Linked DNA regions of Mus musculus: regions 1, 3, 4, 5, 6 and 7 are each linked to region 2. The links are chromatin contacts, called in public promoter capture Hi-C maps. All regions are on one chromosome and are shown on one strand. The core of a region is the stretch at or near the end of the contact, and the rest is flanking DNA. Distances in the headings are between cores, read along the strand shown. Region 1 holds the start of Kdm4a (lysine (K)-specific demethylase 4A). Region 2 holds the start of Eri3 (exoribonuclease 3). Region 3 holds the start of St3gal3 (ST3 beta-galactoside alpha-2,3-sialyltransferase 3). Region 4 holds the start of Szt2 (SZT2 subunit of KICSTOR complex). Region 5 holds the start of Prdx1 (peroxiredoxin 1). Region 6 holds the start of Toe1 (target of EGR1, member 1 (nuclear)). Region 7 holds the start of Cdc20 (cell division cycle 20).

Region 1 (3,211 bases), core at 679-3,178, 630 kb before region 2:
TTCCTTCTTTTGGAGTTGGGGTTTTATGTTGTCCATGCTGGCTTGGAATTTGCTATGTAGCCCAGGATGTCCTTGAACAACTTTTTTTGTTTTGTTTTGAGACAAGTTCTAAAATGTACCCCTGGCTGTCCTGAAACTCCTTATGTAGACCAGGGTGGCCTCAAGCTCACAGAGATCCACCTGTCTCTGTCTCCCAAGATCTGTAATTAAAGACGTGCCACCATGCCCAGCTATGAACTTCTGATTTTCTTGCCTCTACCCCTCAAGGGCTAAGATTGGTAGGCTTGTGCCATGATGCCCACATATCTATCTCTGTATCTCTCCCTCTTATATATAGAGACAGGGTTTCTCTGTATAGCCCTGGCTGTCCTGGAACTCACTTTGTAGACCAGGCTGGCCTCAAACTCAGAAATCTGCCTGCCTCTGCCTCCTGAGTGCTGGGATTAAAGGCGTGCACCACCATGCCCGGCTGCATCTCTCCCTCTTAAGAAAGAGTCTTACTATGTAACTCTGGTTATCCTGGAACTACCTATTCCAGGCTGGCCTCTCATTTTTTTTAAAGCACCCTTTTCATCAGATATGTGCCTAGATATTTAACCCATAGCATTCTATGAAGTATCTCCTTTTAGTTAACATTGGTAAACTCTTGCCATCCATCTCAACTCTCCTGAATTTGTTCCCCTTGAAAAATCCAGGCATGGACGAGAAGTTGTTTAAAAACTTTTTTTTTTTTTTTTTTTTGGTATTTTTTGAGACCGGGTTTCTCTGTATAGCTCTGGCTGTCCTGGAACTCACTTTGTAGACCAGGCTGGCCTCAAACTCAGAAATCTGCCTGCCTCTGCCTCCCAAGTGCTAGGATTAAAGGCATGTGCCACCACCGCCCAGCTTACTTTTTTTTTTTTTAACCTATTTATTTAGTGTGTTTGTGGCGGCGGTGACACTGCAATCCACTAAAGTCAGAGGACATCTTGTGAACTTGTATTGATTCTCTCCTTCAACAGCTTACCTCAGATCATAAGACTTGTGCCTTTCCTCTCAGTCATCTCTCTGTACCGAAGGGTTGGTTTTGAAAGCAGTTCAAACACAATACAACTCTTCTTCCCGGTGCTATCGGGAATTTTGCTCATGTTTTATGCCCTAGTGAGTTCTCCTCCTTATTTGACTTATAAGGGTGTTAACCTCTCTTTCTTCATCGTCCTTGACAATCTGGGAACTCCTTAAGGCTGCTCACAGCCTCTCAGGAACTGCTCCTAATGACTTCTAGGGATCCTGTTCGGCCCCCTGAAGTGCCTTTAATGATTCTTAGAATCACCCTGTTCGCTCCAAGAGCTGCTAATGACCCCAAATTTTCGCTCAAGGGGAGCCGCTTTTAAAAAGCCTCAGGGATATCTTCCTTCAGGATCTGTCCTAATGACCCCCCAGGGCTCCTTCTCCTGGAGCAGATCTTTACCTAACCCGCCTTGCCAGCAGGCGAGGGGCTTCTTAGAGAAGAGAGTCAAACTGAGAGTACTGGGCAAACTTGGACATGCTGGTCACGTTCTCTGAACTCCTTGACTTTAGAAACTTTCCCGGAGGTCTTCCATCGCCTTTATATCTTAGGCAAAGGAGTTACTCCAAGAAAATTAGGCTTATCCTTTCGCTAGAAACATCCTATAACCACCTGCTCGCCCTTCCCCATAACCGGCTAGCCCATTTCAGGGTATTCGCTTCTTTCTACCCAGCTTAACTATGGAGATCTGAGTCAGCCTCTGATAGGCTAACTCTGGATCCAGCCCTGATGCTCAGTGGCCCCAGTCCCCGGAGGCTCAGCGTTTTCTCCTGGCAACAGCTCGAGACGACGCTCATAGGCTAAGCGGACTCGTAGTTCCAGACGCCGAGTCGGTGTAGTGAGTGTTCATTGGTTAGCTGAGGACCTAAAGCCATTCTTGGGTTGGTTGACTATGGGCTCTGTGAGGCTGCGCAGAGTCAGACTTTAAAGGAGGCGGAGCTCTGTCTTTCGCCCTCAAGAAAGACAGTGGGATCGGCGAGTGGCGACAACAGCAATCGGGCCTGAGCCCTGCTAGGGCTTTAGGCTCCAGGTGAGAGCCATCGGGTTTTGGATTCCCCAAGGGGTTGATGCTGCCAAAACCCTTGGCCGTGAGCTCCAGTGGGGGAGGGTGGTGAGGTGGGTCTTTCTGTGCTCTGTGATCGACATGGGGTTTGAGCAATAGAGAAAGGAGCTTCTAAAATAAGTTTTGCGATTGGTTCTTTCCAATCTCTAGTGGCCAATGGGCGTCGGGAGAGGGGGGCGGGCCCACTGGGCCTTATTTTCTTCTTCCTGCGGCCGGGCCTCCCTCGCCTAGGCGGTGGGGCCGGGAGGGGCAGTGTCTGTAAGTGGTGTGTGGGGACACTGGGAACCGGGCTGCCTTTGGAGGGATGCCGCGGGGGTGGCTGCGGGGGCGGAGAGTGCGGGAGTTTCAGGTCACTGTTAGCAACAGCTGCCTTTATGGAGTGCTTACCGGGCCTAGCGTTTAGGGCTCGCTTGCATCATCTAAGTTAATCATACGATCCATCAAGGCAGGGGTTTGGGGTCCCCATTTTGCAGGTGGAGAAACTGAGACTCATCCAGTCCATTCACACAGCCAAGGTGTTAAAAAGTGACAGAGATCAGACCGGTATTCAGAGTTTTCACTCTAGAGCCGAAGGTTTAGCTCCCGGTACTCTTTGCTTTGTTGCTGAAGGCGGACGGGAAGGTGCCCCAGACCAGATTTCCCCAAGGGAATAGATCGCGGGAATGGAACCCTAGAGTTAAAGTAATGGGATGATCCGCTAAAGTGAGCAGAGGATATGAGTTATTCAGCAGTTACTGAGTGCCTACTTTGTGGCGAGCATTGTTCTAGCTTCTGGACACACAAAGATAAACAGAGCTAGAGGCAGATGAAGCAACATTGTGACCACCTTTGAAGCCCAGGGGAGGAGCCCCAGTCTGATATTTATGATACCTTTTTGTAAAAATTTCAAAAGTAGAATATATTGAAAATTTCCTTTTAAAAGGAAAAGTCTCCTAAATTGAATAGGCTTCAAGTTCCTCCACACTTTCAGAGAAGTCTTAGTTCATGTAAGTATTAGAGCTGAGGTAGCAGAAAGTGGTAGAAGATGCTTTAGAGGGGGCACTTTGGATACATTTCCTGGTATGTAAAGCAGGGATAACAGTATATCTTTTATGCAAAGT
Region 2 (3,388 bases), core at 216-2,715:
GGGCAGGAATTGTTAATGAGCTTTTAATTTGGAGTGCTTAAGTTGCCAAAGTGCTCTGAGCTCCAGTGAAGCACCACAGAATCCATAAAGGAAACCTTATCAATCACTTCCCGGCAGCTCCCTTCCCCCAGGCAGCACCTGCCGACAGGCAGCCAAGTGGGTTTCTAACCAAGATCACAGGCATACATTAGTGGAGTCACACTCCAAGTCACTGTTATAAATTGGCTTTTAAATGGTGGGCGATTCAAGTATAATATACTTAAGGTCCAAGACCGAGCCCACTAAAACAAGGTATACTGTGTATGATAAAGTCAGAATAAAGCTGAATTTGATGAAGCCAGTTTTCTGGTACAAACTCTACAGTCAAAAATCATTCGGCCAATCACAATCTACTACAGTTAAATAGCTTAGTCTTTGGCCAATGGGATTCATGTTTTGCTGCCCTTGGGCTGGGAAACCAATGAAATGCACTAGCAAATGCAAGCCACAAAAATGGTCAGAGACAATTATTGGCCCCAGTCATTGCGAAATCCAGCCTGAGGGGCAAGCTCTGTATCTCCAGATGAGGGGCCCCATACCCAGCATCTTCCAGGCCAACGTCGAGCAGCTGACATTTCACAAGAACTCAACCCAAGTCATGCTTTCTTTGTTTTAAGAAGACACCTGTTGCTGGACCACTTGCAATAAAGACATACAAAAAGCTACCTGGGTTAAGGCTCTTTCTCCACTCTGTCCACCTCTGTCCACCATTATTACCCACAGCTTGTGACTTACAAGGAAGTAAAGTGCTAGCATGTGTGCCTGTGCCAAGATGCGGAGGGGGTAGTCTATAAATAATTCCTTAATCTTCTACTTTATCTGGTCAAACCTCTCTCCTTCTCCAGAAATCTCAAACCAGGCCCTTTCATCAACTCACCCAGTCTCTCTCGCAAAGCCGAGCTCCCCCACCGCCCTCCCCAGCTATCCCTTCGCCCAGAGTTCTAACATCCAGGGTGAGCACCAGGCCAGAATCCCAGGCTCCTTAAGTGTGCGCGCCACGACCCACACCCCGCATGCATTAACCAGGGCCCAAGCTGGGGGCCCTCTCAATCTCACCCACCCCAGGGTGTTGCCCCCAGCTCGGGCCCATCCAGGTCCAGGGAAGCGTAAGGGGAGGGGCAGGGGGCCAGGAGACCAGCCCTCCTTCCCAGGGCCGCCCCCGCCCCCCGTCAGCTGCCGGAGAGGCTGTCGCCATGGCAACGCCCCCTCCTCCGGGCCAGCACGGCAGGCTCTCTCCAGGTGCAGGCCCCGGCGTCTCCCTCGGCCTCAGCAGACGCTCCGGGCAGTTGACGGCAGCGGGCACGGCCCGCGCCGCCTGCGGCGCTGGCCAGGCAGAAGCAGGGCCAGCTCCGCCCGCTTCCCACAGCCCGTTCCAGGCAGCCTCAACAGCGGCAGCCAGCACCACGAGTCCACAACACACCGACTCACCTCCGCGCACTCTGACCCCGACCGACGCGGTGGACGGGCGGGCGTGGTAGCCAACCGCTGAGCCCGCTGCTAGCGCCTTTGGCCAATGAGCTGGAGTAAGGCGGGGCTTCTTCTCTCCAAACGCTCTCTCTCCCGCCGACATGCGCGTTAAGGTGTGTCAAGATGGTGACCGTTGGCTCTGGGCCTTGTGGGACTTGTAGTTTAGAGGAGCCACGTATTCAAAAGAGAAAGGGAGGGTCACTTCTAAACAGTGAAAGGGGTTTTCTTAAAAAATAAATAAATGATAATAATAAAATAACCCGAAATCTTCGTCAGGCCTAAAATGACCCAGATGCTCTACTTATTTTCCCCACCTTGACTGTAGGCATTCGGTGAGTATGGGCTTAGGAGACATTCTCTTTAGGCGACACTTTTCTGTGATTCATTGTCAACAAGTAATCGTTATCTACTTTCTGATGCGGGCCTGAGGGAAATCTGGAAAGAAGGGAGGCGAATTCAGCTAAAAAGAAAATGCTGAGATTTCTGAAGGGCCTTTCTGAGGAGGAAGCTTCTGGCTTGTTGAGGCCCTCAGAGGAACTGTCAGGGTTAACAAGGTTTCTGGCCATAGCTGTAGTGGGTCTTTCACAGTCAGTCTCTCCAGGCAGCTGGGGAGAACTTCACCTAAAGCGATGGGTGAGTGTCTCCATCTTAGCTGTGCTTCTCTGGGAATCCACGTTATGAAATGGGAAGCATCAGTCTTAAGCCACTGGTGATTTTGACAGCCTCTCAGTCAGATCCATCTTAGGAGCCATCTTCAGTTACCAAGCTCCTCTGTCTGCCACCTGCTATTTTCCTTTAAGACAGCTAATATCAGTTCTGGACCCTGCCACCTCTGAGATCTTAATATAATGGTTCCTGCCTGAGCTGGAAATGCCTGTAATCCCCATATCAGAGAATGCCTTCTTTAATCTCATGCACATAATGGGTTAGATGGTTCTACTGTGAACCTACAGAACTGAGCACAGCACTTTACAATTGTCTCCCTGCCATCTCTCTCCCAGGAATTGAAACTCGTTTAAGATAGCTATTCATTTCCATATTGTTCATGCTGCATGGCTTATACCCAGTATGGTGTCAGTCATAGAGCAGCTATGCAATAATGTGTTTCTGACAAATGAAGGAGTAAACTGCAACAGAGACAGATATCACTCACCCCAACTGAGAAAAGGAGAGCCACGATTGCCTGTCCCCAAATCTTGGAACTAAAACTGGAGCTTCTTCTTCTTATCGTTACATAAACATTAACCTGGATTGGCCCATTCGTCAATGCGTGTTTATACTTCAGAATTGGGCACTGTCTGTTGCTGATGGTTTCATGGTAAGACATATAAAATCCATATCCTCAAGGAGCTTTTCTATAGGAAAGGAAATGGAAGGGATGGGCAATGAAAAGATAATATAAAAAGTAAAACAATGGGCTAGAGAGATGGCTCAGCGGTTAAGAGCACTGACTGCTCTTCCAAAGGTCCTGAGTTCAAATCCCAGCAACCACATGGTGGCTCACAACTGTCCATAATGAGATCTGATGCCCTCCTCTGGGGTGTCTGAAGACAGATACAGTGTACTTACATATAATAAATAAGTCTTAAAAAAAAAAAAGAATCTGTATTCTAGGACTATCCTAGAAGACCTGAGTTTGATTCCCAGCACCCACATGGCAGCTCACAACCATCTATAACTCTGGTTTTAGGGGATTTAATGCACTCTTCAGGCTTCCTCAGGCACTGCATACAAGTGGCGCACAGACATCCATGCAAGCAAAACACCCACATACACTTAGAAGAAGAAGGAAGAGGACAAGGAGGGAAAGGAGGAAGAGGAGGAGGAGGAGAAGGCAGCGGCAGCTGACCCTAGAAAATAGAGCAGATCCAATGACTACGGT
Region 3 (3,367 bases), core at 866-3,365, 580 kb before region 2:
TTATAATACTTCCCCTTTTTTGTTACGTATGAACTCTATAAACCAAATTATTTTGAAAACCGGTGCATTACCTTGTCCTTAGCAATAAAATGGATTGAACAGAGGATTGACTGTGGTCTGCCCCATGAGCCCAAGTGGCCCTGGGTCAGGCTGTGGAGCAGGGGCTGGGAAGCTGTTCGCTGAGGTGGGCACCGTTCACGGAGGTGGGTGCTGTGGCCCGTTGAGCATCCAGGGCATTGTGGCTCTCTGTACCTCCTTTTGCTTTCCTGGAGGAGTTAACGGGAAGGATTGGACTACGGTCTTCTCAAGAGAGGTTTCACTTAAACCCCTTTTGATGTCATCAGCATCCTGATATACAGATCACTTCCTGCATCAGGATTCCATCCTTGTGGAACCAGGAGAGTATGCTGTAGGTGCTTGAATAGCAAGAGACCCTTGATCTCCCCATGGATTGCAGAAGCTGCCCTCTGCAGTGCTTGTCGTTGCTGATTGCTTCCCTGGAGGAAGACCCAGTCTTTGACAAGAAGAGGTGATCCTGAGCTGGTGCGAGGCTCCTTTCTGCACAGCCTCCGTATTCCAGCTGGCCTGAGCTTTGTGCCCCGGTGCTAGATGATGTGCTCGGTACCCCTGTAGCCTGGGAGCTGCTACTTAGTATTGGCTCTGGGGAAAGAGAGAAGAGTTTCACAGATGTTTTTTCACAGCTAAATCCTTGGAGCCAAGGAAAGAAGGTTGCCCCTCTGTTCTTCACTCGGGGATTTTCAGGGGAAAATGGCTGGGGCTGAGCGTTCGTGGAAGAGAGGAAAACTTAACTTCCTCAGGCACCCGTAGTTCCTCCCCATGAGTCTCATTACCTCAGCCTTGCTAAAGGACCGGATAATCTCGTGCCTGGTGTAATCCCAGCTCTATGGGAGTTGAGGATTGAATTCAAGCCTTTGAATGTTTGAGGCAAACGTACTACTGCCAAGCTATACCCGACAGCCCTCTCTACTTTTTTGTCCCTAAGAAGAGCCCACTGTGGGATGGAGAGATAGTTTAGCCCTTAAGAATACTTTTCTGGGGAACCCAGGTTCAGTTGTCACTGTCCACTTGGTGGCTTGCAACTGTCTGTAACTCTAGTTCCAGGGGCTATGAGGCCTTCTGGGATACACAGGCACTGGGACATACATTCATGCAGACACTAAAACAAAAACAAAATAAACCAAAACAAAACCCAAAGATACTGAGACCCACAAAGTTGTTGAATGTTTAATCCTGCTTCAGTTTAGAGAGTAGTTAAGTACGTACCACCACTACCATGATTAGTTAAGTCAACCATTCAAAAATATTTTTGGCCTATTATAAGAAAATTCCCAGTTCATAAAAAGCTATGGGACTTTCCCAAGTCTCATAAAACTGGCCTGTGGTTTTGTTTTTGTTTTTTTTTTTTTTTCTGGTGCTGGGGATGGCCTGGGGCTTTAAACTTGCTCAACTTCAAAGTTGGGTCTGCCTTAGGCACTTCCTGGCCAGTGTAGTCTAGTCTGGGTTCATGACCCACCACAGCCAAAGACTGCACTTCAGCTTTTTGCCAAAGCAGAAACTTATGTCTTGTATACCTTGTATAAGATTGGCATCTGAGAGTGCCAAGTTATGTCCCCACCTCCTCTTTGGGAAAATTCTGTATTAAATTCTGCCTTAGGATAATGCACTCCGCTGCAGAATGAGGGCGCGACCTCCTGAACTGGGTATGTGGGGTGGCTTTGTGGCCTATCTGCGACCTTTCTTCGAGGTCACGCCTGAACTTAGCAGGCCTCTTACCCTCACGGGATTGGATAGGGCTTCAGAAGGCGTTCTAGAGGTTACCACCAGCGTCAGGGGCTGACAGCAGAGTGGTGAAGTAGGGACAGAAGACTTCCTCTGGGAAGCAGAGGAAACCTGACCGCAGCCGGGCAGCCCCACGCACCGCAGCTCCACGCAGCGCTCCTCCCAAGCCCCAGCTATAGCCCGGGGATGGGGAGGGGATGGATTCGGCCTCTGGCTTCCATTGGGTCTCCGGGGTCCGGGCCCGCCCAACCCTGCGGCGAAGCCTCGCATTGGCCTGCCTGGCGCCCCGCCCGGTTCCGGTGCTCCCATTGGCTGCTGATGCCCGACCCCCGGCGCGGCCGCCGAGGCGGACCGCAGGATTGGTGGTCCCGCCGCTGCGTCCCCACCATGGCGGCGCCCGTGCAGCTTGCCGCGTCCTGGGCTCCCTCTGGGGTCCCCTCGGCTGTCCCCGCTATTCGCGCTGCAATTGCCTCCGCGCTCTGCGTGCGCCCTGGCGCCACCCGCCCCCGGCCTCCCTCTCTGCTGCGGTAAGGCCTGCCCTGCGTCCCCGAAGCAGCTCTCGGCCGCCGCGCCCCTCCCCCGGCCAGACCGGCCCGAGCCGCGCTGGGGACCAAAGCCCGGGCCCGGGTGGGGGCCAGGCCTGCCAGAGGGCCGCGCGAGCCGGGCCGAGCGCGCCGAGGTCACCTGTGTGCAGTGTCCCAGGCGCGCGAGTCTGAGCGCAAAGGAGGGTCACGGTCACCCGGGACCCGCTGTGGGACAAGCGCAAGAAAGTCCGGGGAAAGCCTAGCGGGAGTCACCAAGAGTAGCGGTTGTCATCTCTGCCTTCCCCGGGGCCAGATCCTCCTCGGAGCGACCGGGTCAGTTTATCAAAGTACGTCTTCTCGCTACCCTTTCTTCTGGAGTGCTTCCTCATTGTCTTCTCAGTGGTCTTGTTTGCGAGAGAAAAGCTTAGTGAGGACGGTAGATTTGGTTAGGCGGATGTCCCACAGATGTGTTTAGACTCCTTTTTACAGTAGCACCCATTTTTATGATTCCTCAATAAATTTAATTTTTGTCTGTTTCTCTAGAGTACGGGGAGGTGGTAAAACTGAGTCACTGTAATTAACCTAGGGAGTGACCGATGAAGGGAGCCGGCTGCTATCCCAGAAAGCAAAGAGTGCTTAACACATTTCTCTGAGGTCCTTTGAATTATTAGCACTATAGATAATGGGCTGAGAAGGAAGGAAAAGCCACGAGTTAGAGTTAGGTTCCTGACATGTAGCACAGTAGACATCATGACAATTCCACTTGTGTCCCTAAACTTTCAATTAAAGACTCAGAGGAATTGGATCCCGGGGTAGTAGGTGCACACCTGTAATAGCACTCAGAAGCTGAAGCAGGAGGATTGCTTCAGAGGCCAGCCTGGGCTACATAGAATAATAAAACCGTGTCAACAAGAGCCACATAGCAAGACCCAGTCTCAAAAGACTGAAGAAAGGAAAAGAAGAAAGATTGGAGGATTAAAAATTGGAGTAAAACCTTATGACCAGATGGGAGTTTCATATAGTCTCCTAAAATAACAGACATT
Region 4 (2,949 bases), core at 361-2,860, 860 kb before region 2:
TGTGTTTGGTTACTCAGATACAAGTGAGCGTGACACATTCAGAAAAGCTAAATTGTTTTCTATCTTGGTATTTGGGTTACAGATAGCATCAACCCTTAGACCTTTCAACCTGTTCACCTGGCCTGAAGTCCTCCTACTAACTGATTCCTCTATAACCCTCCTACACTGTGGTCCTTCAAGAAGGTCATTGCACCAGACCTAATTCTCTTTGGCTTGAAACCTCATGATTTGTCTTTGTAACAAAACTGGCTTCGAACTCACTTAGCCTTGCACCTTTTTAATTCCATGCTCTCCTCCTCCCAGCTCTCAAACACTGCCTCTCCCAGTAGACAACATTCTCTTAGATTTGCAGTAGGGTTAATAGGAACGTGCTCAGGTTTCTGCACACTCTTCTTTGTCAGTTCCTCTTCTGGAAAATAGATGTGGCCTGCCTACCTCACGACTGCTTATTGTCACTGCGCTGCTTTCCTTGGGTGGATGAGAATCCCTCGTGTCACTCTGTGGTGTTGGCATTGACACAGTTTTGTTTTGTTTTTTTCAGGAAGTTCAGTTCACCTCAGAAAGGTTTGCCATGATAACAGGGGTGCTATCTGCACACACAGCCTAAATAATTCCCGAAGTTCATTATATCATGGGTGCCTCTGGTCATCCTCTTGTGAGTGTAGCTACTGTCAACCACACAATCTGGACAATCTCACACGTTGCCTCTCTGTAAGGTTTTCTCTGAATACCAGCTCTGCAATCCCCTTCCCGGTCCCCCAACTGGCCGTTTATCCATAGCATTTGGTGCTTTGGAAAGTCAACGTGCATCTTTGTGCCAATATTCCCGTGTCTCTTTCATAATTCGGGTGACCCATAAACAGTGTAGGTTTATCAGATGCAACAAGCCAAGTGAGTAATGAAAGAGTAATGAAAGACAAAGGCGAGGAAACCTGCACATTGTTTCTGAGTGTTAGACAATTTTAAACGCTGAGGCGGCAGAGGGTTTCCGTTTGACTATCTGAGGACTATTTACCCCACTTCTCCGCCCTTAGCAACGAGGTACAAGCCGGGAAGAATGATGCAAAGCTGATTTGCAAACCTGACTATGTGACTGAGGGGGTTGGACACCGGGTTCCACCCACAGCCTCGAATTACAAACAGCTTAGTTTTCATCCTTGGAGGCCCACGATCCCTTTAGCCTTCTGAAGCCTTATGACGCCTGTGTCCAACAGCCTAGATCGAGGCGTGCGGCAGCCCACTACTTTCCCGAGCCTTCCCAAATGCCACCACGATCCTTTTCCACGCTCAATCAAGTCCGCCTTTCCTCCCCGGGCCTCCGACCTTCTCACATCAGCGGGCTCGATGCCCGCGCCTCCCGCAGCTGGCCTCGCTCTCTCTGGCTCCGCTGCCTTTCCTCTGCCCTCCGCTCACAGCCCCAACTCCCCGGTGTCCTCAGCCCAATCACCCTCCCGCCAGCGGCTATAAGGCCCAACCCGCTTCTCACCTGCATTGCCGCGGCCCGGCGGGCGCAACCACTTCCCTTTCCGGTTTCTCGCACGGCTTGCTGCGCTCACCAATCAGAAAACTCAAAACGGGACCATCCCAACAACTTCCGGTTCCTGCCCGGTACAGAACTAGCCGGGTCAGAGGTCAGGAGTGGAGCAACCTCCCTGGCCCGGGCCGGCGCGGGAGGGCTGTGTGATGGCCTCGGAGCGCCCCGAGCCAGAGGTGAGGGATGGGCGGGCGCGGGGCCGAGGCCCGAGGGCGGGCGTGTGGCAGCCTTCACCCTCCGGAGCCTCAAGGAGGCCGTTGCTGTTTTGTTTACTCAGATGCCATCCTGATCTTCGTCGCCCATCCACAGACTTGTTAGCGATAGTGATGCTGATAAAAACTCGTGTTTTGGTTATTAGTTGGGATTTTCATTGTGCCACGCCGAAGCTGACCGACTTTGCGGGGTTTTTTGTATCTCATCTATTGGAATGCAATCAATAGCATGAGTTGATTTCGCTCTAGCGTTCGTGCTCTTGGCAAAGCCCTACAACCCTCTGGCCAGTCTTAACTTAGGACAGACCCTGCTTCCTTCTTTATAAAAGTATTTGTTCTGTGATGTGGCTTGGGGATCACAAGTTAAGGCAGAAAAGGCAGACGAGGCACCCGCCCCCCCACCCCACCCCCCACCCCCTAGATGCAAAGAACCCTATATGTATGTTTTGACATTCAGACTCCAGCAGGGAATCTGGCAGTATTTATTGTCATGTACAGAGCAGACAACTGAAGTCAGAGCAGGTGAGGTGTCATGCCATGCAAAGATACCTTAGGACTACTCCTTCCAACTGAACGAGCGGATCCGAGGAGGTACCAAATTTGGCTAGCGTGTCCAGGACCCCAGAGGGATAGCCTTGTAGGAGGGAAGGTTGATGCATGTGCGTAACGATACAAATAGCAATGGCTACTTGTCGAATTCTTACTGTATGCCAGCCACAATTCTGAGCTCTTTACTGTTACCAGTTCTTTCAACCCTATAAGGCAAACACCATTATCATCCCTCTTTTCAGGAAACTGAGGTGCCACTATTAAAAGAAGCATAGTTGTGCAGCTAGTATTGGGGCTAGAACTCCCAGGTAGGTGAGCTCGCTCTACAGCTACAAGTTGTCCTCTGACCTGCACACGTGCACTCTGACACGGGTGTGATCTTATATATGTATAATGTATGAGTACACACACCCGTGTATGGGGAGGATGTGATAAACTACACACATGAAAACCCTATGAGTGAATAGGGTAGAAACAGAATACCAAGAAGAAAGGGTGATGTTTAGAGAGGCTAGGCTCCCAAAAGAGAGGAAGAAGCAAGTGCTGTTCTGCAACCAGAATTGTGCTGAGGGTTAGGGTGGATGCAGAGGGTAAAACAGAGACTCCTTAGCTGTGGGGACTAAATGAACATTGGATTATAATAGGTGTTGCAGA
Region 5 (3,234 bases), core at 42-2,541, 860 kb after region 2:
CACTTGTCTCAATTTCTGTATGAGGGAGGTTACGCAGGTTAAGGTAATTGCTATCTGATGACCGTAGTTCCATCTCCAGAATGCCCATAAGGATGGAAAGCCGACTTCTACAAGGTTCACACACACAAATGTTTAAAAGAAAAAAACTTGGGATGTGTAATCTCAACACTTGGGAAGTAGAAGCTTAAGATTCAGGAGTTCAAGGCTAGCCAAATTAGAGGCCAACCTATTTCCAAGATACTCTAAGAAAAATACAAAAAGAGTCAATGTACTGCTAAGAAACCGATTTCTGCACTATCGACCCAGGTCAACACCAAGACAAATAAATTGTTAAGATGTACAACATTAGGAGCTTCAGCGATGGCGCAACAATTTAAGAGCCTACACTGCTCCTTTCCGGAAAAGTCCTGGTTCAGATTCCTCCACCCACTTAGGATGGGTTCACAACCACCTGTAACTAGCTCGGGGGGGGGGGGGTGTTTACCACACAGGTAGACATACACATTAAAAAAAAACCCACAATCTAAAAGAAAATTTACGCCTCTCAGTATGAGTGCAAGTTGGAATCCAAGTTCCAAATTTCTTGGTTCATAATACCAATAACCAAAAGAAACGCCAAGAAAAAAAGCATCTTTCATCGCAAACTTTAAAAAACTTTTAACTGTTTTTTTTCAGGGACATGCTGCACCTGCAGCATAGCAACTACCTATCTGGTGTGCCCCCTAACATAAACCATCTTTTAATCAAACTTGCTTTGCAACGTGGCCCAGCATTTCCAAACTCAACCAATCCCGGAAAAGCGACTTCCGGCCGCTGAGAAGTCTCCGTAGGAATCGGACTAGAACGCCGGAGAAGGTCACGCCCCAAGCTCGCTGGAGGTTACGTTCCTACCACTCACGCCATCACCCACTATAGCACATCAGAAAACACAACGACACAGCCCAGTGCGCGCGGTAAGTTCCAGCACAAACTCGTCCCACCAAGCCATCTCCGCCCTCTATCGGTGAGCGGGAGAGGAGGAAACTGAACGTTAGCCTCAGGGTTCCAACAGGTCCGGGAACTAAGCGCCACGTGAAGAATGCGAGTAGAGCTCCAGCACTCGCGGGACCAGGCCTCGCCCTGCCGCTTCAGCCCGTGATCGCCCGGGACGAGCCGGGACCGGCCAGAGGGAGAAGGAACCAGTGATGGGCGCGAGCCGCGTTTCTCAGCGGCGATACCCGCACACTCACCAGGGTCGAGCCACAGGTCTCACAAACAGAAAGAGCCGTGAGAACGCAGGAAGAGGTCGCCCGACAGCGCGCGCGGGGAGCTGCTTTTATAGCCTACAAAGTTCTCGCGAGATTCTCACGGGCCGGGGGTGCGGGAAGAGGGGGACCTGGCTGAGCCCCGCCCCACCCTGGCCGGCCTACGGGGGATGACTCAGCGCTTTCCCTGGATGGGCCTGGAGTGGAGGGGGTCTCCAGGGGGAAACGCTCACACTTTCAGTGATGCTGTTCCCAGAGGTAGAAAAGCACTGCCCTTTGAGTCATTTCCTCGTTTAATCGGGGTACCCGGGTAATCCGTGCCTCTCTTTATTCCCAGGACCACTGTGTGCTGTGCAATCAAGACCCAAACTAGAAGAAGGGTCTGTTTTACTGCTCTTGGAAGGCCACGTCTAAAATTAAACCACGTTCAGGGGAAACTGTGCACCCAAATATTTCTCAGTCGCACCCCAGCCTCACAAACCTATTCTAGGGCTGGAAAAGCTGGCTCAGCCGTTATAAGCCCTGGCTGCACTACCAGAGGACCCAGCCTCAATTTCCAGCACCCACATGGCAGCTCATAACTGTGTAGATCCAGTTCTAGAGGATCCAACACCCTCACACATACATGCAAGCAAAACACCAATGCACAGAAAATGAAAAGAAATAAATCGTTAAGAACAAAAACAAAACTCCTGTTCTAGTCTGGTCCTCATTAACCCTCACCACTGAGGGCAGCCTCCATTGGTCTCTGATTACTGGATACTGCTTTTCTGTTTCACACCCATTTCTTGCATTATTCTTAAATCTTTCTGAATCTCAGCCTGTCACTAAACTGATTTGTGGTTTTAAAAACTGGGGCTCTGTGGTCAATTTCCTGAGTTAAAAGTCACTGTTCCAAGCCAGGCAGTGATGGCACATCTTCTTAGCACTCTAGAGGCAGAGACTAATGGAGCTCTGAGTTCGAGGCCAGCCTGGTCTCAATTCAATGCGAGTTCCAGGAAAGCCAGAGCTACACAGAGAAATCCTGCCTCCAAAAAAAAAAAAAAAAAAAAAGTCAAGAGAGTTAAAGAGGGGTCAGGCTTGATGGCCAGCACTGGGAAGGTAGAGGCAAGAGAACCTCTGTGTTTTTTAGTCCATCCTGGTCTACATAGCAAGTTCCAGGACAGCAAGGACAACATAGAGACCTTGGGGGAGGGGAGGGGAAGCCGGATAGATACAAAGCTCAGAGTTCCCATTTCATATCACATGCTTTGTGTGATTTAGGAACCCAGAGATGGATATAATCCAAACTTTACCCTCTAGAAAGTCATGCTATAAGGATGGGGCAGACATGGAAACACAACAGTTAGAAGATTTTATTAGGCCGTAGAGGTTTAGGCATAATGGTCAAGTCAAGGGACAAATGAAAGCTGGTAACTCTGTTAAAGGGACTAATCAATAAACTCAGGTCAGGGACAGCTTTCCAGGAAGTAATGCTTATCTGAGTCTACAGGCTTATCCTCTCTGCAATTAAGTGGAATTGGTTTTCCTGGTTTGAATAGATAGCCTTGAAAGCAGTTCTGAGCTTTAAGTGAGGGAGATGAAAAAGTTACAACAGAAATGATAGTTCACATCTCTATTACACAGTAAGAACTAAGTACTATGGACCAGGTTTACGGGTGCACGGCTATAATCTTATCACTCGAGAGGCTGAGTCGCCAAGACAATAAAGGAGATACTTGTCTCAAAAACAAAACAGAACAAAACACCTACCACCACATCAAATTTAGGTATTATGCTAACAAACACTAGTTATGTACGTTAAGATCTAGAGTTAGCCAGACTTGTTGATGCATGCCTTTAATTCTAGCTCTTGAGAGGCAGAGGCAAGTGGAATCTCTTGAGTTCGAGACCAGGTTGGTCTACAAAACGAGTTCTAGGACAGCCAGGGCTACACAGATAAACCCTGCCTCAAATTGTCATCCCCACTCCCGAAGAAAGATGTTAGAAT
Region 6 (3,126 bases), core at 336-2,835, 740 kb after region 2:
CAGGAAAGCAGTCATATATATTAAACAAACAAAGTAAAAGTTAAAAAAAATCCCACAACTTTTGAGTGGAGATGTTGGTCAGTTAGTGACTGTCTAGGGAACATGAAGTCCTGGGTTCAATCCCGGATCCCACGTGGCTGCACAGTGGGGGCTCATGAGTTTTGATCATAGCATCCATATTGGACTGCTCATAAACCAGCTGTGATATCAGCCCTAGGCTACGGCCAGGGGGATTAGAGGGCTGTGAGATCTGTGTTGGAGGGTGGGATCCGACTGCACTCACACACACGGACCCACGCAGAAATCATACACGGAATTAAAAATAGTAACAAACCTTTTTTGTTTTTGTTTTTTGGAGACGGGTTTCTCTGTGTAGTTCTGGCTGTCCTGGAACTCACTTTGTAGACCAGGCTGGCCTCGAACTCAGAAACCCACCTAATCCGCCTGCCTCTGCCTCCCAAAGTGCTGGGGCTAAAGGCGTGCGCCACCATCGCCCACTACAAATCTTTTTTAAAAAGTCAAACTAGCCGGGCGTGGTGGCGCACGCCTTTAATCCCAGCACTCAGGAGGCAGAGGCAGGTGGATTTCTGAGTTTGAGGCCAGCCTGGTCTACAAAGTGAGTTCCAGGACAGCCAGGACTATACAGAGAAACCCTGTCTCGAAAAACCAAAAAAAAAAAAAAAAAAAAAAGTCAAACTAGAGTGGTTGTGCACACCTATAACCCAGCACTCCAGGTGTGGAGATTGCTTTTTGTTTTGTTTTATAGAGACGAGAGTTTCTCTGTGCAGCCCTGGAGCTCACTCAGTACACCAGGCTGGCCTTGAACTCAGAGATCCGCCTGCCTCTGCCTCCTGAAGGATGAGATTATTGTCAGGCACCATCCCACCCAGCCTGAATTTTTAAAGATAAGTTTGAAGCCTTTTATCTTTTAAGATAAGGAGAAATCTAGGTCGGTGGAGCTAGAGAACACTTCCTAGGATGGGACTGAATTCCGACATTGTTACCACCTACAGGTCAAATTAAGACCTACCAAAACCTTAACTCAAGTGCACATTAATACTTGGGTGAATTATCTTTAAAACGTTCCTGGTCATTTTACCACTTATCTACCTGTGTCCTGTAGAACGCTTCCCTCTCACTTCCTTATCTTTCTGGACTTGTGTCCATGCTCAGGACCCCTTTACTCGGCCGTGCACCCCTCTCTCCCGAACTCCTAGGCTTGCTTTAGCTCAGCGCAGGAGGCATTCTTTCCCCAACCCAGCGCCGAGAAGCCTGCGCTGCCCATGCCAACCCTGAGTTTGTGTAAGTGAAACGATCGGCTGTAATTTTAAGATTCCACGTTCCCGCCACCACAAATGAAAGCACAGATTACCTCCTGCGCAGTCTCCGACCGGCCGCTCCCAAGAAACCCCGAAGGGGGCGTGGCTTCGGTCAGTAGGACCGTCCAGCCAATAGACACTCAGCGCGCGCAAGGCCCACGCTCCGCACCCCGCCCGACCACTCGGAACGGAAGTTGACCCTACGGGACCCAGACGCCGAGACCCCGCCCCATCCTAGATCCGTGTCGCTTCTGGAGACGAAGCGGAAGTCTCTGCGTACCTCCAGAAGGCTGGCGAGGGGCGTCATGGCCGCGGACAGTGACGATGATGTGCCTCCAGTTCCAACGCCCTCTGACGGTGAGCGGCTCCCCAGGGATGGCCACAGAAGCCTAAGGGGTCCTGGGGAGGGAAAAGCCTCGGCCCGGTAGCTCGGAGACAGGCCTGTAGTTCTTCTTGCCTCAGCTATCTTAGACTACAACTCCCAGTGTGCAGCGCGTGCAACTGCAAAACCCGAACTGTTGTAGAGTGGAGCAGTGAGGTGGGATGGGTGGTGTGTTTTGGACGGAGCCGGTGGTTGTCAGTCGGTAATACCAGAGTGCGTAGTCGTCCACAGTAAGTGGAGCTTGGGTTTAACTTTGGAGCACTCCGGTAGCTGTTGAGGCATCATGTATATGTGGCTTTATGGGATCGGTTTGTGTTTGAGATAGGAGCATGCTCTGTAGGCTAGCCTTGAACTCGTGGTCCTTCAGCCTAATGCTCCCTAGTCCTGGGATTACAGGCTGGAGGATAAAGAATCCTCAAAGGTTATCTAGTCCACTTTTCTCCTGATCATGATGCAAAAAAGAAATGATTTCCCAGTCCCACATAAAGGCACTAAAAGACACAGATGCCCTTTTTCCAAATTTAGGGCACTGCCCATTTCAGAGCTTGTGTTTAGAGCTGGTAGATGTAAAATCTTTAAGTGAAAGCTTGTCAGTGGGCACCCCTTTGCCCACATCTAGCTTGGTGTTTGCTCCACAGGGACCTTGTGAAACCATCTAAATCCATCAACGCCCTTATCCCCAGGTGGTGTCAACAAAAACACACAACCTGCAGAGGAGTTTGTGGTTCGGGTTCCTGTGGTAGACGTGCAGAGTGACAACTTCAAGGAGATATGGCCATCACTCTTGCTAGCCTTAAAGACAGCTAGCTTTGTGGCTGTGGACACGGTGAGGAGTGGGAGGAAGGGAGGGCAGGTGGCTGTGAAGTGTTTGGTGATGGGTGTGGAAAATAACCACACTTCCTTTACCCACCCATAGGAGCTGAGTGGGCTCGGGGATAGGAAGAGTTTGCTGAACCAGTAAGTATAAGCCTTGCCTGTGATCCCAGCTCTAACAAATATGTAGGTCTCAACCCAGAAGCTAGGGACTGCCAGCCCTGGTAGTTTGGGTTCTTTGTGAAACTAACTCATGCCCAAACCCAACTCTAAGGTGCATTGAGGAACGTTACAAGGCCGTGTGTCATGCTGCCAGGACCCGTTCTGTCCTGTCCCTGGGCCTCGCCTGCTTCAGGCAGCAACCAGATAAGGTAGGAATTACCTTCATCCCAGGTCTGAGGGAGGCATGGGGCCTGAGAGTTGAGATCTTAATGGTGGAAATTTTTCCTCCCAGTTTTTGGTAAAGTAGATCCTCATGTTTTTCAGGGTGAAAATTCTTACTTGGCTCAAGTGTTCAATCTCACCCTGCTATGCATAGAGGAGTACGTTATAGAACCGAAGTCTGTGCAGTTCCTGGTACAGCATGGCTTCAACTTCAACCGGCAGTACGCC
Region 7 (2,964 bases), core at 270-2,769, 890 kb before region 2:
CGTGCGCCACCACGCCCGGCGCTTTTTTTTTTTTTTTTTAATGTTTTTTATTGTCACCAGAAGGAAGAGGTGCGCTGTGGGTGCAGAGATCAAAGGGCCACTTTTTTTTTTTTAAAGTGTGTATGTGTTTTGCCTACATCTATGTCTGTATACCTCATGCACACCTGATGCTGGCAGAGGCCAGGGAAGGCACTGGATCCCCTGGGACTACAGTAATAGATCTTGAATACCTATATTGGGCGCCGGGAACTGAACCCTAGGTAATCTGGAAGAGCATCTAGCGATAACAGCTAAGCCATCATCTTTCTAACCTCCTTTCCGCTTTAAAATAATTTATTTTTATCGGGGAGGAGGGGTGTGTTTGTGTGCCATCTGTATGCTGGTTCCATAAGAGGGCATCGATGCCCTGGAGCTGGAGTTAGAGGTAGTTGTGCGCTGCCTGACAAAACCAAATTTTCTTCCCGTGGAAGAGCAAGAAGTTCTAACTGAGGCATCTCTCCAGGCCCCAGACCTGGATTCTTACCAACCTCTTTTTATGACCTTGGGCTAATTTCTTGTATTGCACCTTGGTTTTTCTATCAGCATAACCAGGTTCTTGGCCCAGCGTGGTGGCACACGCCTTAAATTCCACCGCATCTCTGAGATCCAGGGCAGTTTTTTCTACAAGGTGAATTCCAGGCCAGCCCGGACTGCATAGTGAGACCCTTGTCTGAAACAAACAAAATGGGTGTCGCTCTGGCAGATTATGTGCAACGGGGGTAAGGAGATCTCTAGGTCTCTGAAGAATCCTAAGTCCCACGGGAGTCCTCCACAGGATGTGATGTCCCCAAGAACAGCCTAACCTAATCTTCACGACGAAAGGCTGGAATTCTGATCATTGTTTTGACACACACACCCCTTCCTCTCACTTTGTGTTTGCAGAACCCCACACTGGTCCGCATACTTCCTTCCTAGCAGGGTTTCAGGCGCCCTCCCCATTCAGACTGCCACCTCCCCACCGTCTCTAACCAACTGGGTCCTCCGGGTTGAGGTTGAGTTTCTCTCTCTCTCTCTCTCTCTCTCTCTCTCTCTCTCTCTCTCTCTCTCTCTCTCTGTGTGTGTGTGTGTGTGTGAGAGAGAGAGAGAGAGAGAGAGAGAGAGAGAGAGAGAGAGAGAGAGAGAGAGAGAGAGAGAGAATGTGTGTATGTGTGAACGTGTGACCTAAGTACCACCCACAGGCTTCGATGTGACCTTTCAAAGATTCCCAGATGCTCTAACTGCCGGGCCCAACCCAGAGAGATGGCCGGCAGAGAGCGGATCCCGAGGACTAACTGTGCGGGACCCGCCCCCGTGTTCCGATTCGGGCTCCGATTCGGGCAGGGACGAAGGCTCCCAGAGATGGGTTCGGGATTTCCTTCCAAATGCTTGGTCGTCGCACTCTCGTGAGATTTGCTCCCGGAAGACCCGGCCCTCTTCAGTGTAGCGACCAATCGGCAAGGGCGACGGTTAAGACAGTTGGGTTTTGAAGGAGCCAATGAACGCTAGCAGCGGAGAGTTTAAGAACAACAGTCCGGCGTGTCCTTAGCTTGTCTGGAAAAGAACGCGTTCGGCAGGCGCACTGACGCGCTGCGAGGAGCTGGGGGTTTGTGTTCGGGAGAGCTGAGTACGGAGAGGGACCGGGCTGCTGCGAGCTGTGGCAGGCGGAGCCCAGGAGCCCGGCGAGGATCGCGCTTGGTCGCCTTTCGCCCCGGTAGCGGTGCCATGGCGCAGTTCGTGTTCGAGAGCGATTTGCACTCACTGCTTCAACTGGACGCACCCATCCCCAATGCCCCGGTTGCGCGCTGGCAGCGCAAAGCAAAGGAAGCCACAGGCCCAGCCCCCTCGCCCATGCGGGCCGCCAACAGATCACACAGCGCCGGGCGGACCCCGGGCCGAACTCCTGGTGAGTGGGTGGAGGGAGCTGGAATCGCTGAGAGTCCGTCTTCATGCTCCCTCCGGGAGCCTCGTCAGGCTGTCTGACTTCTCTCTCCCTGCCCCCAGGCAAATCTAGTTCCAAGGTTCAGACCACCCCTAGCAAACCTGGAGGTGACCGCTTTATCCCCCAACGCAGTGCTTCTCAAATGGAGGTGGCCAGCTTCCTCTTAAGCAAGGAAAACCAGCCGGAAGACAGGGGGACGCCCACCAAAAAGGTATGATTCCACAGGGGTCATGAGACTTGAGGTGTCTGTCCCCTGGCTGATACCGGTCTTCCTCCCCTCACTTGCCGTGTATTTCAGGAGCATCAGAAAGCCTGGTCTCTCAACCTGAACGGTTTTGATGTGGAGGAAGCCAAGATCCTCAGGCTCAGCGGCAAACCTCAGAATGCCCCAGAAGGTAAGGAGTGAGTGACATCATCGAGGCTGGTGTCAGTCCTTCCTAAGGGGAGACATGTGGCTGCTTTTCCACATGTGGATGGGTATCAGTTTCCAAGTCTAGACCCACTCTCTTGCCACAGGCTACCAGAACAGACTGAAAGTACTGTACAGTCAGAAAGCCACGCCTGGCTCCAGCAGGAAGACTTGCAGATACATCCCTTCTCTGCCAGACAGGATCCTTGATGCCCCCGAAATCCGGAATGACTACTGTGAGTGCACTGTTGTCTTTGCGGATGGAGAAAGATGGCCTAGGAATGGACCAGTCCAACAAAGGACCTCATGTTTTCTTCCTTCCCCTGGCAGACCTGAATCTTGTAGATTGGAGCTCTGGAAATGTATTGGCTGTGGCACTGGACAACAGTGTGTACTTATGGAACGCTGGTTCTGGTGACATCCTGCAGTTGTTGCAAATGGAGCAGCCTGGAGACTACATATCCTCGGTGGCCTGGATCAAGGAGGGCAACTACCTAGCTGTAGGCACCAGCAATGCTGAGGTCCAGGTGAGCCTGGTTGCCTGTATTGTGGCTCTGTGGTCACTGGGCTCAGGGGGGAGCTTGCCCACCTTACATCT

Evidence for each region. Promoter capture Hi-C pulls out the DNA fragments that hold promoters and counts their contacts. Capture Hi-C pulls out chosen DNA fragments and counts their contacts.
Region 1: a contact with region 2 is called in a promoter capture Hi-C map of pre-B cells, with 2.3 times the contacts expected there. The contact joins the promoter of Kdm4a here to the promoter of Eri3 in region 2. A contact is called at or near these places in 1 of 39 promoter capture datasets (pre-B cells), 3 of 484 Hi-C or Micro-C datasets (CD4 T cells, Th1 cells and muscle stem cells), 3 of 115 datasets of contacts at active chromatin or transcription factors (bone marrow-derived macrophages, large pre-B cells and memory CD8 T cells) and 2 of 9 other capture datasets (adipose tissue and liver).
Region 3: a promoter capture Hi-C map of fetal liver shows a contact between it and region 2, with 2.5 times the contacts expected there. The contact joins the promoter of St3gal3 here to the promoter of Eri3 in region 2. A contact is called at or near these places in 4 of 39 promoter capture datasets (the C10 cell line, fetal liver, liver and 1 more) and 1 of 115 datasets of contacts at active chromatin or transcription factors (large pre-B cells).
Region 4: a contact with region 2 is called in a promoter capture Hi-C map of pre-B cells, with 2.4 times the contacts expected there. The contact joins the promoter of Szt2 here to the promoter of Eri3 in region 2. A contact is called at or near these places in 3 of 39 promoter capture datasets (erythroid cells, liver and pre-B cells), 1 of 115 datasets of contacts at active chromatin or transcription factors (large pre-B cells) and 2 of 9 other capture datasets (adipose tissue and liver).
Region 5: a contact with region 2 is called in a promoter capture Hi-C map of pre-B cells, with 2.0 times the contacts expected there. The contact joins the promoter of Prdx1 here to the promoter of Eri3 in region 2. A contact is called at or near these places in 1 of 39 promoter capture datasets (pre-B cells), 1 of 115 datasets of contacts at active chromatin or transcription factors (memory CD8 T cells) and 1 of 9 other capture datasets (pancreatic islet).
Region 6: a contact with region 2 is called in a promoter capture Hi-C map of pre-B cells, with 2.7 times the contacts expected there. The contact joins the promoter of Toe1 here to the promoter of Eri3 in region 2. A contact is called at or near these places in 2 of 39 promoter capture datasets (liver and pre-B cells), 2 of 484 Hi-C or Micro-C datasets (CD4 T cells and regulatory T cells), 1 of 115 datasets of contacts at active chromatin or transcription factors (bone marrow-derived macrophages) and 2 of 9 other capture datasets (adipose tissue and liver).
Region 7: a contact with region 2 is called in a promoter capture Hi-C map of adipose tissue, with 2.8 times the contacts expected there. The contact joins the promoter of Cdc20 here to the promoter of Eri3 in region 2. A contact is called at or near these places in 1 of 39 promoter capture datasets (pre-B cells), 4 of 484 Hi-C or Micro-C datasets (CD4 T cells, CD8 T cells, natural killer cells and 1 more), 2 of 115 datasets of contacts at active chromatin or transcription factors (large pre-B cells and memory CD8 T cells) and 2 of 9 other capture datasets (adipose tissue and liver).

The regions. Positions count from the first base shown.
Region 1 is chr4:118,178,760-118,181,970 of GRCm38.p6, reverse strand. It overlaps Kdm4a (lysine (K)-specific demethylase 4A), which reads left to right and starts at 1,928. Exons shown (of 22, transcript NM_001161823.1): 1 at 1,928-2,078.
Region 2 is chr4:117,548,442-117,551,829 of GRCm38.p6, reverse strand. Eri3 (exoribonuclease 3) reads right to left here and starts at 1,465. Exons shown (of 9, transcript NM_080469.4): 1 at 1,100-1,465. The coding sequence starts at 1,234.
Region 3 is chr4:118,133,694-118,137,060 of GRCm38.p6, reverse strand. St3gal3 (ST3 beta-galactoside alpha-2,3-sialyltransferase 3) reads left to right here and starts at 2,115. Exons shown (of 12, transcript NM_009176.5): 1 at 2,115-2,671. Kdm4a (lysine (K)-specific demethylase 4A) reads left to right here. Exons shown (of 22, transcript NM_001161823.1): 22 at 1-57.
Region 4 is chr4:118,407,924-118,410,872 of GRCm38.p6, reverse strand. Szt2 (SZT2 subunit of KICSTOR complex) reads left to right here and starts at 1,610. Exons shown (of 72, transcript NM_198170.4): 1 at 1,610-1,710. The coding sequence starts at 1,684. Med8 (mediator complex subunit 8) reads right to left here and starts at 1,536. Exons shown (of 7, transcript NM_020000.3): 1 at 1,487-1,536. The coding sequence starts at 1,492.
Region 5 is chr4:116,683,656-116,686,889 of GRCm38.p6, reverse strand. It overlaps Prdx1 (peroxiredoxin 1), which reads right to left and starts at 1,291. Exons shown (of 6, transcript NM_011034.4): 1 at 1,230-1,291. It overlaps AV051173 (expressed sequence AV051173), which reads left to right and starts at 868. Exons shown (of 3, transcript NR_040442.1): 1 at 868-953; 2 at 1,052-1,245; 3 at 1,582-1,928.
Region 6 is chr4:116,806,018-116,809,143 of GRCm38.p6, reverse strand. Toe1 (target of EGR1, member 1 (nuclear)) reads left to right here and starts at 1,585. Exons shown (of 8, transcript NM_026654.2): 1 at 1,585-1,676; 2 at 2,385-2,527; 3 at 2,618-2,658; 4 at 2,789-2,885; 5 at 3,001-3,126. The coding sequence starts at 1,625. It overlaps Mutyh (mutY DNA glycosylase), which reads right to left and starts at 1,410. Exons shown (of 16, transcript NM_133250.2): 1 at 1,373-1,410.
Region 7 is chr4:118,435,898-118,438,861 of GRCm38.p6, reverse strand. Cdc20 (cell division cycle 20) reads left to right here and starts at 1,519. Exons shown (of 10, transcript NM_023223.2): 1 at 1,519-1,921; 2 at 2,020-2,168; 3 at 2,256-2,352; 4 at 2,474-2,602; 5 at 2,697-2,893. The coding sequence starts at 1,741.